5 separate regions of the Mus musculus genome follow, and regions 1, 2, 3 and 4 are each linked to region 5. The links are chromatin contacts, called in public HiChIP or PLAC-seq and promoter capture Hi-C maps. All regions are on one chromosome and are shown on one strand. The core of a region is the stretch at or near the end of the contact, and the rest is flanking DNA. Distances in the headings are between cores, read along the strand shown.

What was found. Promoter capture Hi-C pulls out the DNA fragments that hold promoters and counts their contacts. HiChIP or PLAC-seq counts read pairs in DNA pulled down with a chosen protein or histone mark. Capture Hi-C pulls out chosen DNA fragments and counts their contacts.
Region 1: a promoter capture Hi-C map of embryonic stem cells shows a contact between it and region 5, with 4 times the contacts expected there. The contact joins the promoter of Kdm4b here to the promoter of Znrf4 in region 5. A contact is called at or near these places in 14 of 39 promoter capture datasets (the 3T3-L1 cell line, the C10 cell line, cranial neural crest and 8 more), 1 of 15 datasets of contacts at CTCF or cohesin (large pre-B cells), 1 of 484 Hi-C or Micro-C datasets (embryonic stem cells), 15 of 115 datasets of contacts at active chromatin or transcription factors (the 230-238 cell line, acute myeloid leukemia, bone marrow-derived macrophages and 10 more) and 3 of 9 other capture datasets (adipose tissue, liver and pancreatic islet).
Region 2: a contact with region 5 is called in a promoter capture Hi-C map of pancreatic islet. The contact joins the promoter of Ticam1 here to the promoter of Znrf4 in region 5. A contact is called at or near these places in 7 of 39 promoter capture datasets (the 3T3-L1 cell line, the HPC-7 cell line, the SN4741 cell line and 4 more), 1 of 484 Hi-C or Micro-C datasets (cerebral cortex), 3 of 115 datasets of contacts at active chromatin or transcription factors (embryonic stem cells, pancreatic cancer cells and thymic regulatory T cells) and 2 of 9 other capture datasets (embryonic tail and pancreatic islet).
Region 3: a contact with region 5 is called in an HNF4G HiChIP or PLAC-seq map of pancreatic cancer cells. The contact joins the promoter of Ranbp3 here to the promoter of Znrf4 in region 5. A contact is called at or near these places in 3 of 39 promoter capture datasets (embryonic stem cells and stem cell-derived epiblast-like cells), 14 of 484 Hi-C or Micro-C datasets (B cells, CD8 T cells, the N1E-115 cell line and 5 more), 15 of 115 datasets of contacts at active chromatin or transcription factors (bone marrow-derived macrophages, double positive thymocytes, embryonic limb bud and 7 more) and 4 of 9 other capture datasets (adipose tissue, embryonic stem cells, liver and 1 more).
Region 4: a contact with region 5 is called in a promoter capture Hi-C map of pancreatic islet. The contact joins the promoter of Uhrf1 here to the promoter of Znrf4 in region 5. A contact is called at or near these places in 13 of 39 promoter capture datasets (the 3T3-L1 cell line, the C10 cell line, the HPC-7 cell line and 8 more), 1 of 15 datasets of contacts at CTCF or cohesin (the NIH/3T3 cell line), 4 of 484 Hi-C or Micro-C datasets (embryonic stem cells and olfactory sensory neurons), 9 of 115 datasets of contacts at active chromatin or transcription factors (bone marrow-derived macrophages, effector CD8 T cells, embryonic stem cells and 3 more) and 4 of 9 other capture datasets (adipose tissue, liver, macrophages and 1 more).

The regions. Positions count from the first base shown.
Region 1 is chr17:56,324,630-56,327,329 of GRCm38.p6, forward strand. Kdm4b (lysine (K)-specific demethylase 4B) reads left to right here and starts at 1,421. Exons shown (of 23, transcript NM_172132.3): 1 at 1,421-1,600.
Region 2 is chr17:56,275,341-56,278,040 of GRCm38.p6, forward strand. Ticam1 (toll-like receptor adaptor molecule 1) reads right to left here and starts at 1,427. Exons shown (of 2, transcript NM_174989.5): 1 at 1,354-1,427.
Region 3 is chr17:56,671,949-56,674,648 of GRCm38.p6, forward strand. It overlaps Ranbp3 (RAN binding protein 3), which reads left to right and starts at 1,277. Exons shown (of 17, transcript NM_001252466.1): 1 at 1,277-1,463. The coding sequence starts at 1,442.
Region 4 is chr17:56,301,924-56,304,623 of GRCm38.p6, forward strand. Uhrf1 (ubiquitin-like, containing PHD and RING finger domains, 1) reads left to right here and starts at 1,414. Exons shown (of 17, transcript NM_010931.3): 1 at 1,414-1,638.
Region 5 is chr17:56,511,219-56,513,918 of GRCm38.p6, forward strand. It overlaps Znrf4 (zinc and ring finger 4), which reads right to left and starts at 1,265. Exons shown (of 1, transcript NM_011483.2): 1 at 30-1,265. The coding sequence starts at 1,087. The coding sequence ends at 104.

The sequences.
Region 1 (2,700 bases), core at 171-2,670, 190 kb before region 5:
TAAAGATGATGGTGTAGTCCAAATTCTGAGTACATGGTGACTGGCGTGGGTGATGGCTGTTCTCTTTACATTGCACAATGAAGAGCAATGGAAACAATTCAAGACTCGTCTAGCTTGGAATAATTTATGTGTAACCTTGAGAGTTAGTGAATTAGCAACAGACTAGGGGGGTAGAACAAATATCTTGGGTGCACAAAGAACCTGCTCTAAGGAGGGTACTTTCCAGATGTTAGATATTAAAGTAGAAGGATTTCTAGTCTACCCCATAAAACAGGAATGTTGTCACCTCTGCTTGCTCAAGTATAGAAGCCGTAATGGTAGTTTGCAAAGCAGGCTCTGGATAAAAGAGCTTGCAGTGAAGCCTAACAACCCAGATGACAAACTCCAGAGTTGCCCTCTGACCTGTAGAGGTATATACCACACATATATACAAAATAATAAAAATTTAAAATTATAAATGCATATTGATGGGGATGATATCAGACCTTAACTAAATGCTCTTGAGTGCAGGGTGACTGGTGTGGTGATGCTGTTCCCTTCACATCGCACAATGAAGAGATGGAAACAATTGTGTGGAGCAGGGGCTTGGACACCTGTAGCTGGAATTTGGGTGCCCAGGCCTCCAATTTGCAATACGCTGAGCTAGAGAGTAGGACCTAGGACATTTTGAGAAGTAGATAATTGAATCCTCTTCCACTGAGTTATTGCAACGCTTTCCATGGGTACAGCTATCAGTTCAAGGTGGGGGGTGGGGTGGACCAAGTCGCGCACGTTTTAGGGAACTCATGAACGTTTGGGGAGGGCAATATGGAACGCTTTTGAGATCCTCTTACCCTAGTTCGGCCTTTTGCAAAGCTGGGCTCAAATTCTGACTCTAGATCTAGAACTACTGGGTTTCGAACCACTGTCTCCGGACCCAGAGCTGATGTTGTGCAGGAAATCACGTACTCAGCAGCCGCCCGATCACAGGGTGGAGTCTGGAGCAGCAAGACAGCGATTGACATTCAGTCGCAACCATTCGGCACCCAGAGACCGGTACCAAACACCAATCCGCGTTTGTCTCAGTAAAGTCTGAGAACGCGCTTGTCAATCTGCGTGAGCTCGGGGCTATCCTACACCCGACCGCAGCCGGATTGGCTGTGTGCATCTTGACGGGCATGCTTCGTACCCACTGAAAGCTGAGCCGGTCACTAGGCACGTGAGTGGGTGCCGGCACGTCCTCGGGGTTGGACCAATGAAGGGAAGAAATCGAGTGCCTGCTCCCGCCCCAGGTCGCGGAGGGCGGGGCCGCTCGGTGTTGATGAGGGGAGGGGTGGAGCTGTCAGCCGCCACCAATCAGCGTGCGGGCGTGGGCTGAATGCCCAATGGCGGCCGAGTAGGAGCCGTCGCCCCGCCCCTCTGAAGCTTCGCCTCCCCGCCCCGGGCTCTTGCTGAGGGCTCGGCCGCGAGCGAGCGAACCATCGAAGGAGCAAAGAGACCGGGCGAAGCTCGGAGCCCAGTGGCCGGGGCGAGCGAGTGAGGGCCGGCGGGGGCGACGCGAGACGGCCGGGCACGCGCCGCTCAGCCTGCTGTCTGCGGCCCGGGCCGCGCGTTGCGCCAGGTGAGTGAGTGTGCGATCCGTGGCGGCGCTCAGCAGCTTCCAGGCCCCTTTGGGGGGCCGCGCGGCCGCCATGCCTGCCCCCACGCCGCACCTTGGGCCGCCGCGCGCACTCCAGGCCGAGGCTTTGGCTGCGGCCTACTCGGCTCCTCAGGGCGGCGGAGTACGCCGCGCTTTTGTCCGTTCGGGCGAAGCTGCTGTTTGTTGATCGACAAAACGATTGTGTGCCTGGGAAAGGAGGGTGTGTTTTTTTGGGGGTGGGTGGGGGGGGTTGACGATGGGGCCGGACAAAGGCGGGGCGGGGGCGGGGCGCCGCGTCCCCTTTCCAGGGCACAAAAGATGACAGCGTGGGTGGCCCGGTCCAGCCATCCCTTCAACAACCCCAAATCCTTAAAAATAAAAAACCCACTCCAAGTCCCTGCTCCCCGCCGCTTGCATTTTGGTTCCCTTTGGTTTGGAGCTGTCCCCTCCAAACACTCACCCATCATGGCCTTGCAAACTTGACCCCCGCATGTCCAGAATCTGTAAATCACCATATAATCTGCATTTTAAAAATGAAAATAAATAGTACACGTATCTGCTATTGCAATGGCAGCCTTTCCACCTCGCTTCTGTACCCTGGTCTCTTTGCTTTCCAGCTCCCTTCTTTCTGTAAGCCATGAAATGTGCAGTTTTCCGCGTGCACACTAGTCCAGGGCATCCCGGCAGACAGGGAAGCTTGGCAAAGCTGGGGACAGCTGGGGGTGGCTTTCCTACTGCCATATCCTGGGGGGTTTTGGGGGTTCTGTTAGGGGTTTCGGTCAGCCAGCTGAGAGTATAAGGGATTCCAGGTTTGCAGATTTGATGCTGTAACTGGTGCGGTTTGGCCATTACGGTTCGGGCATCGCGGTTCCTTGTCCCATCTGTCTGAAAGGGGGGGGGGCGGGGCGGAGGATGGCATCGCTTTAATAATTAACACCTGGGGAAGTGTCTTGCCGGAGTAGTTGCTAGTTTTTTTCAACTATGGAGAGGATGGATCCGGTATGTTTCAAAAAGCAAAAAGAAAGAGTGTATCTTTCCCTGTAACCAAGTGGGATTTGCTCAGCCTGCAGCCTGGTGCCAGC
Region 2 (2,700 bases), core at 177-2,676, 240 kb before region 5:
ATCTTTAAAAAAAACAAACTCAGAGATCCACCCTCTTCTGCCTCCTGAGTGCTGGGATCAAAGGTATGTACAACCACTGCCCAACAACAGGAGGATTCTTGAACCCAAGAGATCAGGGTCCACTTAGGTAAGTTCCAGGTCAGCCTGGTCAGCATAGTGATACACCCTGTCTTAAGATACAAATAACACAGCTGGGCGTGGTGGCGCACGCCTTTAATCCCAGTACTCAGGAGGCAGAGGCAGGTAGATTTCTGAGTTCAAGGCTAGCCTGGTCTACAAAGTGAGTTCCAGGACAGCCAGGGCTACACAGAGAAACCCTGCCTCAAAAACCAAAAAAAAAAAAAAAAAAAAAAAAAGATACAAATAACACAAATGACACAAAAATAAAGGTAGTTATTTTTAAGAGAGAGGGAAGAGGAAAGGGGAGAGTAAGGAGAGAGAGAGAAAGAAGGAGGGAAGGAGAAGGGGAGGGGGAGGGGAGAGTTAGGAAGAGGGAGGAGATGTGCTCAGTGGGTAAAGCACTCATCCAGCATGCCAGTCTGGCAATGGTGGCTCAGGCCTTTAATCCTAGCACTTGGGAGGCAGAGGCAGGTGGATTTCGAGTTCAAGGCCAGCCTGGTCTACAGAGTGAGTTCCAGGACAGCCAGGGCTACACAGAGAAACCCTGTCTCAAAAAAAAAAAAAAAAAAAAAAGCATCCAGCATGCCTAAGAGACTGTGTGATATCCCCAGAACAGCAGAAACCAGGATGGGTGGATGGTGAGTGGATGGGGTAAATAGGCCTCTTTCTTTCTTCCCTGGCCTTCTCTCCCTGGCAGAACTTAGTCTCTGGCACAGGGGGGCCCTCCTCCAGGCTCTGCTGACTGTCAGCTCTGGAACTCAGGGACTTTGTACTGCCAGGGTGACCTTGCATGTATCCAGGGGCCGGAAATAGTTGACTGTAGAAGGTGCAGCAAGCCAGTCCCCACAGGTAGTAGTAGATGGTGTCTGTGTTAGTCTGGGGCAGGAATTTTGACAGGGAACATTGAGGTAGAGAAAGCAGATCTGATCAGGAAATAGCGACAACGGGAGGGATTGAGGGTGGAGAGGGTTGAGGATTCGCTGTTGGGGCTGGAGAAGACCTGGGACTTAGAAGATCTAGCCATGGAGGTTGGGGGGGGGGGGGGGTAACTAGGAACTGAGCGAGCACCCAGGGTCACAGGGCTGGTTTGGGAGTTAGGAGTTGGATTGCGGATCTGAGTATCCATGGGAAAGAACTTGAGGAACCTGGCAGCCTGCAGGTGGCCGGCCCAGCATCTATTCCCGACCCTATGCCCGCCGGCCCGCCGTCCTGTTCCCTCTGCCTTCATCCTACCTGGCTGTAGGGGTCTTGAGCTGGTAGATCTCCCGGTCCCTGGTGGCTGCTGGAGGAGGAGGAGAGAGAAGGGAGGAGGGAGCGTTCGGTTCCGCCCCTTCCTCCCTTCCGGGTCTGGGGGGGGGGGTAGGGGGGGGATGAAGTCAGCGTGTAATCTTATCTAGCTGAGCCAAGCCCTGCCCTCCCGCCCAGTGTCCTGGCGCCACGTGGAACTAGGCAGGACTTGTACTTTGTGAGGCCAGAGCTGGGGAAAGGAAGAAGGAACCCTCCGCCCACAGAGAACTTTAAGCTGTTAGCCAAAGAGCTCAGCTAGTGACATACTCTGGGGATTCGCAAAGCACCATGTGGCTAAGTGCACTGGGAACCTGATGACTCACACTTGTCAGTCCAGCATCACACAGAAAACTAAAGCAGAGAGATTGCCCAGAGTTCCAAGGAAGCCTGACCCACAGAGTGAGACCTCCATCTCAAAAATAAGTTCATACAAGATAAGTAAACAGAAGTGCTGGAGGCCACAAGGTTTTATACAACTGTTAGGTTGTAAATATTTTTAATTCTTTACTTGATTTTACTTGGTGTTGTGTGTATGTATGTGCATGCAGGCATGTATGAATGTAGGTCAAAGAACCGCAAGTACCATTACTTGCTGAGCCGTCACAGAGACACAACACAAAGATTTGTCGGAGATTTCTGGGTATTTACTTTTGAGAAACGGTCTGTGTATGCATACTGGGACTTGGGGCTATCCTCCTAGCTCAGCTAGATGGTGAGATTACAGGCATACTTTAAAGCTTTATTTATTTATTTTACGTATGAGTACACTCTGGCTCTCTTCAGATACACCAGAAGAGGGCATCAGATCTCATTACAGTCGGTTGTGAGCCACATCTGATGGATGTGGTTGCTAGGGGTTGAACTCGGGGACCTCTGGAAGAGTAGCCAGTGCTCTTAGCCACTGAGCCATCTCTCCAGCCCTATGGCATGTTTTAAAACTGATAAAACTAAATTGTGAAAACAGAAAAGCAGCAGTTCCCAGAGGACTATGACTGGAAGATGAGGTGCACAAAGGAGAACCACCCCACCCTCTTGCTGGGGAGTCTAGGCAGGAGTATCTGCCTCATGCCACTGAACTCAATCTCTCCCAGACTCTGGACACTCATCTCCCCAAAGCAGGTAGCAGACGGACTTCTCCACATTTTCATGCTTACATATGCACACGTATTTGTGTAAGTTGGAGGTTGACATCAAGTGTTTGCTCTTGGTCACATCTTTAGGAGACAGTTTCCTGAGTCCAGCCATCTCAGAAACAAGTTCTATCTTGCTGGCAGGGTCAAGACTGAGTTCATG
Region 3 (2,700 bases), core at 27-2,526, 160 kb after region 5:
ACAGGGTTTCTCTGTGTAGCCCTGGCTGTCCTGGAACTCACTCTGTAGACCAGGCTGGCCTCGAACTCAGAGATCTGCCTGCCTCTGCCTCCCAAGTGCTGGGATTAAAGGCATGTGCCACCACGCCCGGCAAGAGTGAGTTCTATATCTGTGGCCCCAGCACTTGGGAAGATGAGGCAGGAGAATTTTGAGTTCAAGACCAGACTGGACTACACTGTGACAGTGTCTCCCTATCTCACAGATCTATAGGAGTATACCCAGATTTAAAATACGTAGTAGCTGCTTTCAGGTGTCTTGTCAGTATGCAAAGGTGAATATAGGTTTGGTTTTCCATTCTCCCTTCCTTTCTTTCTTCCTTACTTCTTCTTCTTCTTCTTCTTCTCTCTCTCTCTCTCTCTCTCTCTCTCTCTCTCTCTCTCTCTCTCTCTCTCTCTTTCTTTCTTTTTTCCAGACAGGGTTTCTCTGTATAGCCCTGGCTGTCCTGGAACTCACTCTGTAGACCAGACTGCCCTCGAACTCAGAAATCCGCCTGCCTCTGCCTCCCGAGTGCTGGGATTAAAGGCGTACGCCACCACGCCTGGCCTGAGTTCTTAGCACCCACATAGTTGGCTTAGACCGGTCACCCACAGTCCAGTTCCAGGATAGCCTTTCCTTTTTTAGCCTTTTGTAGGCACTGCACACACATAGCACTCATACACAAATACATCTTTTCTTATTACTTATTGTTTGTTTGTTTTCAAGACATAGTCTGTGTAGCCCTGGACCAGGCTGCTCTCAAACGGAGATCCTCTTGCGTCTGCCTGAGTGCTGGGATTAAAGGCGTGCGCACCAATGCCAAGTCTAATGCCCAGAGAGGTTAAGAGTCTAGTTTTATTAGGACATCCTGTGTTTGAAATCTAGGGTGACCTCTGACTTTGCCTCTTCCTCAACCACCCCAAATAGCCATAGGAAAGCTGTGTGAAAGGGCCTGGCTTCTGATTCAGGGACATGGGCCACTCCTTCCTGTACGCGGAATCGCTAAAAAGCCTACCTAGGCTCACGCCAGAGAAACAAACAGAGAAAGTGGCGGGATGGCAGTCAGGACAGCAAGCAGCGGCACGTCTCTCCTGCGCATGCGTGGGGCTCGGCCATCCTCCTCCCCCCCCCCCACCTCCTTAACATGCTGCCAATGCTAGGAGCTCAGGACCAATAGCAAACTGGCGCTGCCTGTGCGCATGCGTGCCACGCTAGCCACACCCTCTTCCCTTTGCGGGCGGGAAGAGGCGGGCGGAGAGCCGTTACTGCGCAGGCGCGCGGCCGGAGCTCTAGCGGGTGCGAGCTTCCCTCCTCCTCACACCGGCGCTGGCTTATGGGATGCGCAGGCGCAGAACTCTCCCAGCAGAAAGCCCTCGGAGCCCGGGGGCCGGGCGCGGGGCCTTGTGGGAGGGCTTAAGGAAGTAAAATGGCGGACCTGGCGAACGAAGGTAGGGGAGGCGCCGCCGGGGGCCAGCTGGCGGCAGGCGGGCGCGGGGCGGGAAGTCAAGGGAGCCCCAGAGTCGAAGGGCGAGCGCTTCAGGTTGTGGGAGTTCGGCCTCACCCGGTCTGGGCACCCAGCGGGCCCCCCTACCGTGGAGTCTGGTCCCCGGCCGGGTTCCTCGCGGCAGCCCCGGCTTCTGCCTCCTCCCGACCTCGAGGCTCCTCGGCCGCGCCGCGACCGCCTCCCACCCCCCACCCCCACCCCACGCCTTCCGGCCTCGCAGGCCGCCCGGGGAGCCCAACGGGCCTTGAGACGCGGCTCCGCGGCCTCGAACGAGGCGGGCGAGACCTCCGAGCCTGCTCGCGGGCCCAGCCCGCCACGCTCCCTTCCCCGCTTCCCTCGCCTGGGGCCTGGGCCTCCTTCCCCGGCATAGCCTCAGGCTCAGGTCCGGCTCTCCTTCATCCCGCGAAGGTGCTCGGCCACCCCGACCTGTAGCTTACACCCCGAGGTCTGCTTAAACCCGGACCGGGCGCCCCTATTCCCGCCACAGGGCTCCAGGTCCTTTGAGGTGCACTTGATGCCCCCCATTTAGGCCTGGCCATCTGATCTTGAAACTCCTAACTGCTTCTTCACATCCCGTTTTTATTTTTGACACCGTGAAACCTCCCCTCTGGAGTCGACATCCCATTTAAGGGGTTTGAATATGGTAGGACTACCCAGTTGTTGCAGAACCTGCACGTCTCTTCCTACCAGTCTTCAGAGTCCTTTGGAGTGCAGCTTACATCCCCTGATTTAGGCTTGGCCACCTGATCTGTATTTCCTAATTCAGTGGTTCTCAATCTTCTTAATGCCGTGACCCTTAAATATAGTTCCTCATTGTGGTGACCCCAACCATAAAATTATTTTTGTTACTTCTTCATAACTAGCTTTGCTACTGTTATGAATGGTAATGTAAATGTTTCTGGATTTCCTATTTAGACATTTGCCAAAGGGGTGGCAACCCACAGGTTGAGCACTGATATACTAATTGCTTCCACACCCCCTTTTGCCCCGTGGCCCTGACTCCCTGAGCACTCTGGGATGTAACACTTTCTCAGTCAGCCTGATGCTTGACACCCAGTGGTGGCCCCTTCGGGGCTCCTCCAGGGTTCAGTTTGGGGACTTCAGGGTCTGTTTTTTTTGTTTTTTGTTTTTTAGATTTATTTATTTTTATTTATCTAAGTACACTGGAGCTGTCTTCAGAC
Region 4 (2,700 bases), core at 164-2,663, 210 kb before region 5:
TGAGCCATCTCTCCAGCCCCTCGCCTTGACCTTTAATGTTAATTATCTTTGTTACATGCATTTTTTTGAGATGGTCTTTGTAGCCCATGCTAGGGATGGATTTCGACCCCTGATCCTCCTGGCTTTACTTTCCAAGTGCCTGAGTGCCAGGAGGGTGTCAGGAGGCTAATGACCATCTGGGAAATCTTTCCTTACCATTAGAAATCCCTGTTTTCCCAGCTCTTGGAGGTGAGAGGTGAGGGCCTGGAGACCTTTGGGGCTCACGGAAAGATACTTGAAACATCTTTGGAGGGACAACTTCTACCGAGCCCCACAAATGGTCTGGGGTTAGTGCAATACCTGTTAGCCCAGAACTAGCAAGATGGAGGCAAGAGGCTCTGGAGTTCTAAGTCATCTTCAGCTACAGAGCAAGTTGAAGGCTAGCCTGGGCTATGTGAGACTCTTTTAAAAAACAAACACAGTTAAACAAAAATTGGAAGTCTTTCTGCTAAGGACCTTTAAAACCAACGTCCTTCACTCGGCCTCTGATGCCTTACTTGTTCCAGTCCAGGTGCCTCCTCCTGCCTTCCCCTCTAAGCCTTCTTTATACCTCATGTGTCCTTGGCTTCCTCAGCCGGAAGTGCCTCTGTCCCAGCCCCCACGTGGCCACTGGTCACTTCTGACCTCATGACTTGTGGATGTACCTGGAATTGTCCTCTATGTTCATTATTTTCTTCTCCACTGTTTTCTAGGTCAGGATTTGCTTTCCCAGAGATGGCAAATGCTGGAGGGGAGGGTGTGCCTCACAAGCAGTTGGGCCCCCTAACTCTGGTTTCTCTATCCACTAGTTATTGCACAGATGCCCAGCGCGCGCCAAGTGTCCGCCAAGAATGGTTAGAACAGAGCAGGCCGCCGGGGTGGAGGGGGCAGGGAGGCCCTGCACGCCTGGACAGCTTGCTGACCGGCAGGGTGGGGGTGGGGAAACCAGGCAGGAAAAGAAGCCCTGCGGATGGGTAGCATGAGAGACCATCTGTAGTGTTCTGTTACTCAATGAGCTCAGACCTGACATGGGGTGCAGGGTATCTGGTGGGGAGGCACCCCTCAAGTTCCCCTAGGGGATATGAATATAGATTCAGGGTTGCTTAGATTAAGAGGTCAAAGTTTGTCCAGCTCAGAAGGAATAGACATGTAGTGTGGTCAGAAGTCTCGGGGTGGTGGTGGTGTCCCTTTCTCCTCTCCCAGGAATGCTATGAGGTTTACATGGTGGGGGAACTGGGCCTTCTTGGTAAAGTGAGCATAGCCGGCAGGGAAAGTCCATGGCCCGTTGGGCGGAGCCGGGGGTGGGGTAGATCCTTAGTCATGCGGACGCCCCACTTGCTTTCTCGCTTCCCGCCACAGCGCCAGCCAATCAGGAATCAAGAGCCCTCCCCACCCAATTGGGGTGGAAGTCTCCCGCAGCAGCCTGTGCACACTAATAAAAACGCCCTGAGTTTTCGCGGGAAAAAAAGTCCTAGCAGCTGGAAGGAACCCGCGCTCTAGTGCTCACTTGGGTCTTCAGCCACTCACGCGGCTCCCTTCTGGGTCACCCAGCCGCAGAGCCCTAGCCTAGAACCAGGCGTTCCAAGGGAGAGGAGAGTGCGGATCGCCGCCGTGAGAGAGGTGAGTGGAAGAGCGCGTTCTATGCACACAGTGGCACGCGGGGCACCACGCAAAACTGAAAGGAACCCTTCTCACACAAGGCTGCGGGGGCTTGCTTCAGGGGATCCGATGGGTGTCTTCTACGCTTAGCCCTCTTACTGGTCAGGCGCACTACGTTGACGGCCCGGGTCGTGGGGGGGAGCTTTGCAAAACTTTCCCGCGCGTGGGGTGAGATCTGCAGAGGGCCATTGCCCACGCGTGGGTTCCACACCTCTTGTAAGAGGAATCCGAGTTGTGTCCTCCACGCTGAGCCTCCCTCTCCGGCCCTGTGCACACGGTTAGACCCGAAAACTTGGCATAAGTTTCCCGCGCGTGGCTCGGGGCATTGCACAGCCACTGCGCATGCGTGCTTCTGCATCCGTTGAGGGGCAACTTGAGAGGAATCCTCCACGCTGCACCTGGTTTTTCACTCTCCTGGGTGCCGCTAAAGTTCGCGGGAAACGCGTGGGGTCCGGCGGGGAAGTGCACGCGGCTCCACGCCTAAGAGCGGACACTCCCCGAGATTCAATTGTCGCGCCCGAGTCGGGTTTCGCGCGCCCAGGCGTCTCCGAGGTCATCTAGGCCAATCGCATGCGAGGAGGGCGGGGCACGTAGCCCGGGAGGAGCCAATCAGCAGCGAGCTCTCCGGGAAGGGCGGAACTTAAACGGCGGGGCTCCAGGGGTCTGGCCTGGGCGGCGGCGGCGGATGTGGGCGTGGGCTCTGTGCCTCCCGGGTCTTTAAAGCGCCTTTCCGGGAGGCCAGGGTCTGTGTCCCGAGGGGAAGTTAGGGCAGCCAGCTGTGGGTGGGGTTCAGGTGAGTTTGTGGCCACAAGCGCGCGCTAACGGGTGGCCCGGCCCGGACTGCCGGTTGCCATGGCCACGGCGGGGGGGTGTCTTGCTCTAAGTACGCGCGCGGGAGGCACGGGTCTGGAACTTTGGGGGAGTCCTGAGTGGTGTGTGTGTGTGTGTGTGTGTGTGTGCGTGCGCGGGGGCCCCTGCCTTCTGTGACCGAGTTCTCCCTCCTGGGACTTGAGAGGTTCCAGT
Region 5 (2,700 bases), core at 15-2,514:
AACGCAGTGCAGGAAAGCGGGAAACTATCCAGATTCAAACACGCTTTATTGGGCACCCCCAACCTCCCCTGCCTGGTTTCCGCCCTTCCCGCGTCAGTTGGGGTCAGGAGAGCTCGGAAGTCGCTTCTGACTGCGCCACGTTCTCCGCCACCCCCAGAGACGTGGTGCTGCTGCAGCGACGGCAGGGGACTGTCCGGGCTAGCAGCTCGAGCCTGCGGGAGCGCAGCCGGGCCTGGATGGCCCAGATGGGCGGGCGGTGTCCGGGGAGGGGTGGTTCCTCGCCGCCTACGCTGCCGTCCGTGGAACCGTCGTGAGTGCTGGCCACTGACTGTTTGCACAGGGGGCATGAACGCTGCGCGGCGCGCGAGAACCAGGGGTCGATGCAGCGACAGTGGTACGCATGTGCGCAAGGCAGGATCTTGAGCCGTTCCCCCTCCTCGTAGTCGTCCAGGCAGATGGCGCACAGGTCGCTGAGGCGCGTGAACGTGCGCACCTGTGCCTTCTGGCATGTCTGCGTCTTCACCGCGGTGCCCCGGCTACCCAAGCCCCGGACCCACGGCCACAGCTGCCGCAGCACGAACAGCGTAGATGCGGCCAGGGCCAGGGCTCGGGCGAGCGCCCAGGATGCAACCACTACAGGGTGACACTCGGGGTCGGGGCAGGGTTCCGCGTGAGGCAGCAGCACGCGGGCTGGCTGGTCGCAGCGTACGGTCACCTCCAAGTCCTCAAACTCGCGCAGCTGCCCTGGGGCCTCAGGGCCCACTGAGGCTGCTGTGGCTCCAGCTCTCTGTGCTCGCCGCCCTGTTTGCTCCCAGGAGCAGCCCAGGGGCCGGACCAGCACTAGTGGGTCCAGTGAGTGGTTGTCGGGCCAGGGGCCCTCGATGGCGTGGCAGGCGTCGGCCGGCCGGGCCACCAGCAGGTATCCGCGTGCCCTCTTGGGGTCCACAGGAACCCCAAGCAGCGCCGGGAGGTCCAAGAAGTCCACAGAGCTCAAGTTAACCTGAGCGTCCGTGGGCGACAGGGACAGGACCAGCCAGAAAGTCACCAGGGCCACTGGGGCTACCCGGGTCCACGCAAACCGCGCCATGGCAGTCCCTACCTCCGGCTCCCGAGCTCCGATGAGTCCCTGGTGGGACGGTACTGAAGCCCCTCGGGCATCTCCGGAGCCACGCGGGGATCCCGTGGCCGGGTGGGAGCGGCGCCTACTGTGGCCGAACTCGGGGGCCTCAAGCGGAAGAGGCTCCCGGCGACAGTTCAGCCCACATGATGTCCAGGAGACAAGTTCTGAGGATGACACCTCGGGGTTCTGGACGCTTCCGACCTTTATGACGTCATTGTCATAAATCCCTTTGGCTGTTGCAGACTGGTGGCTGGTGGAGCATTACTTGATCCCTGACTTAGGTCATTCCCAGAGGAGCCCAGGTCATTCGCCTCATTTGATGTCAGTTCATGAACAGGGAAACTGAGTCTAACTTGGCATCTGAGCACAACAGTAGACTTCAGGCATAGGATTCCCGTTGACAGAGCAGCCTCTCACCACCCCAGGGAAGCAGAATGCTGTTGCTCCCGTCAGCTGTGGGCTTGTGGCGTGGCCATACGGACTCGGGGCTCCGATTGGCTGGGCTCATCTCAGTATGCCTACCCCAGAGGACAAATAAAACTCAAGAAGAGATAGGAACTTGTATTTTGGTAAGGGGATCCACCCTCCCAAAACTCACACAGACTGAGGAACTCCCTTCCCCTCCCCAACCTGATACCATGGAGATACCTGGATCCATTCTCTCCTGTCTGGACAGGTCCTCATCATGTGCAGTGTCATTTTGTAGCTCTGAACTGTGGATGCAGTAACAATTGAGGACTATTATGCTAGTGAGGAGATCAAGGAAACAACTACAAGGATTCTTTGCCTTCCTTGAACTAGATGCCTGGCATCTTGCTCAGTGCCATCTCTGTATCTCTACTGTGCCACCCTCAGAAAGGCCTTGCCCCCTCTGAACCTTGCTCCCCAATTCCTTGTGGCCAATCAGGGCTCTCGTATTGTTTGGTGTGACTAGTGCTCCCGCCATAATCAGCTGTGACTGAAGTTCAGAGGCAGGGACATGCGCTGTCTCTGCTTGGGTGCAAAGGAAGTGGGACTCAGTTCTTTTCCAGCATCACTGTCCTTCGGATTCCCAGGTCAGTCCCCAGACTATGACTAAAGACCTGACATGGTCTGGTTAGAGGGAAGGTCCTGGTTTTGCTGGGTTATTGTTCTCTGTTTTCTTTCTTTCTTCCTTTCTCTCTCTCTCTCTCTCTCTCTCTCTCTCTCTCTCTCTCTTTCCTTCTTTCTTTCTTTCTTTCTTTCTTTCCTCCTTTCTTTCTTTCTTTCTTTCTTTTTTTTTTTTTTTTGGTTTTTTGGTTTTTTGGTTTTTCGAGACAGGGTTTCTCTGTGTAGCCCTGGCTGTCTTTGAACTCACTTTGTAGACCAAGCTGGCCTCAAACTCAGAAATCTGCCTGCCTCTGCCTCCTGAGTGCTGGGATTAAAGGCGTGTGCCACCACACCCGGCTCTCTGTTTTCTTGAGACAAGTGCTCATCATGTAGCCCAGGCTGGCCTGGAATTCATGGAGATCCTCCTGCCTCTGCCTCCCTAGTGCCGGGTTTTCTCTGGCTCACACATCACAAAGGTTTGGGATGACTCAGGCTCCACCACAGGAGGACAT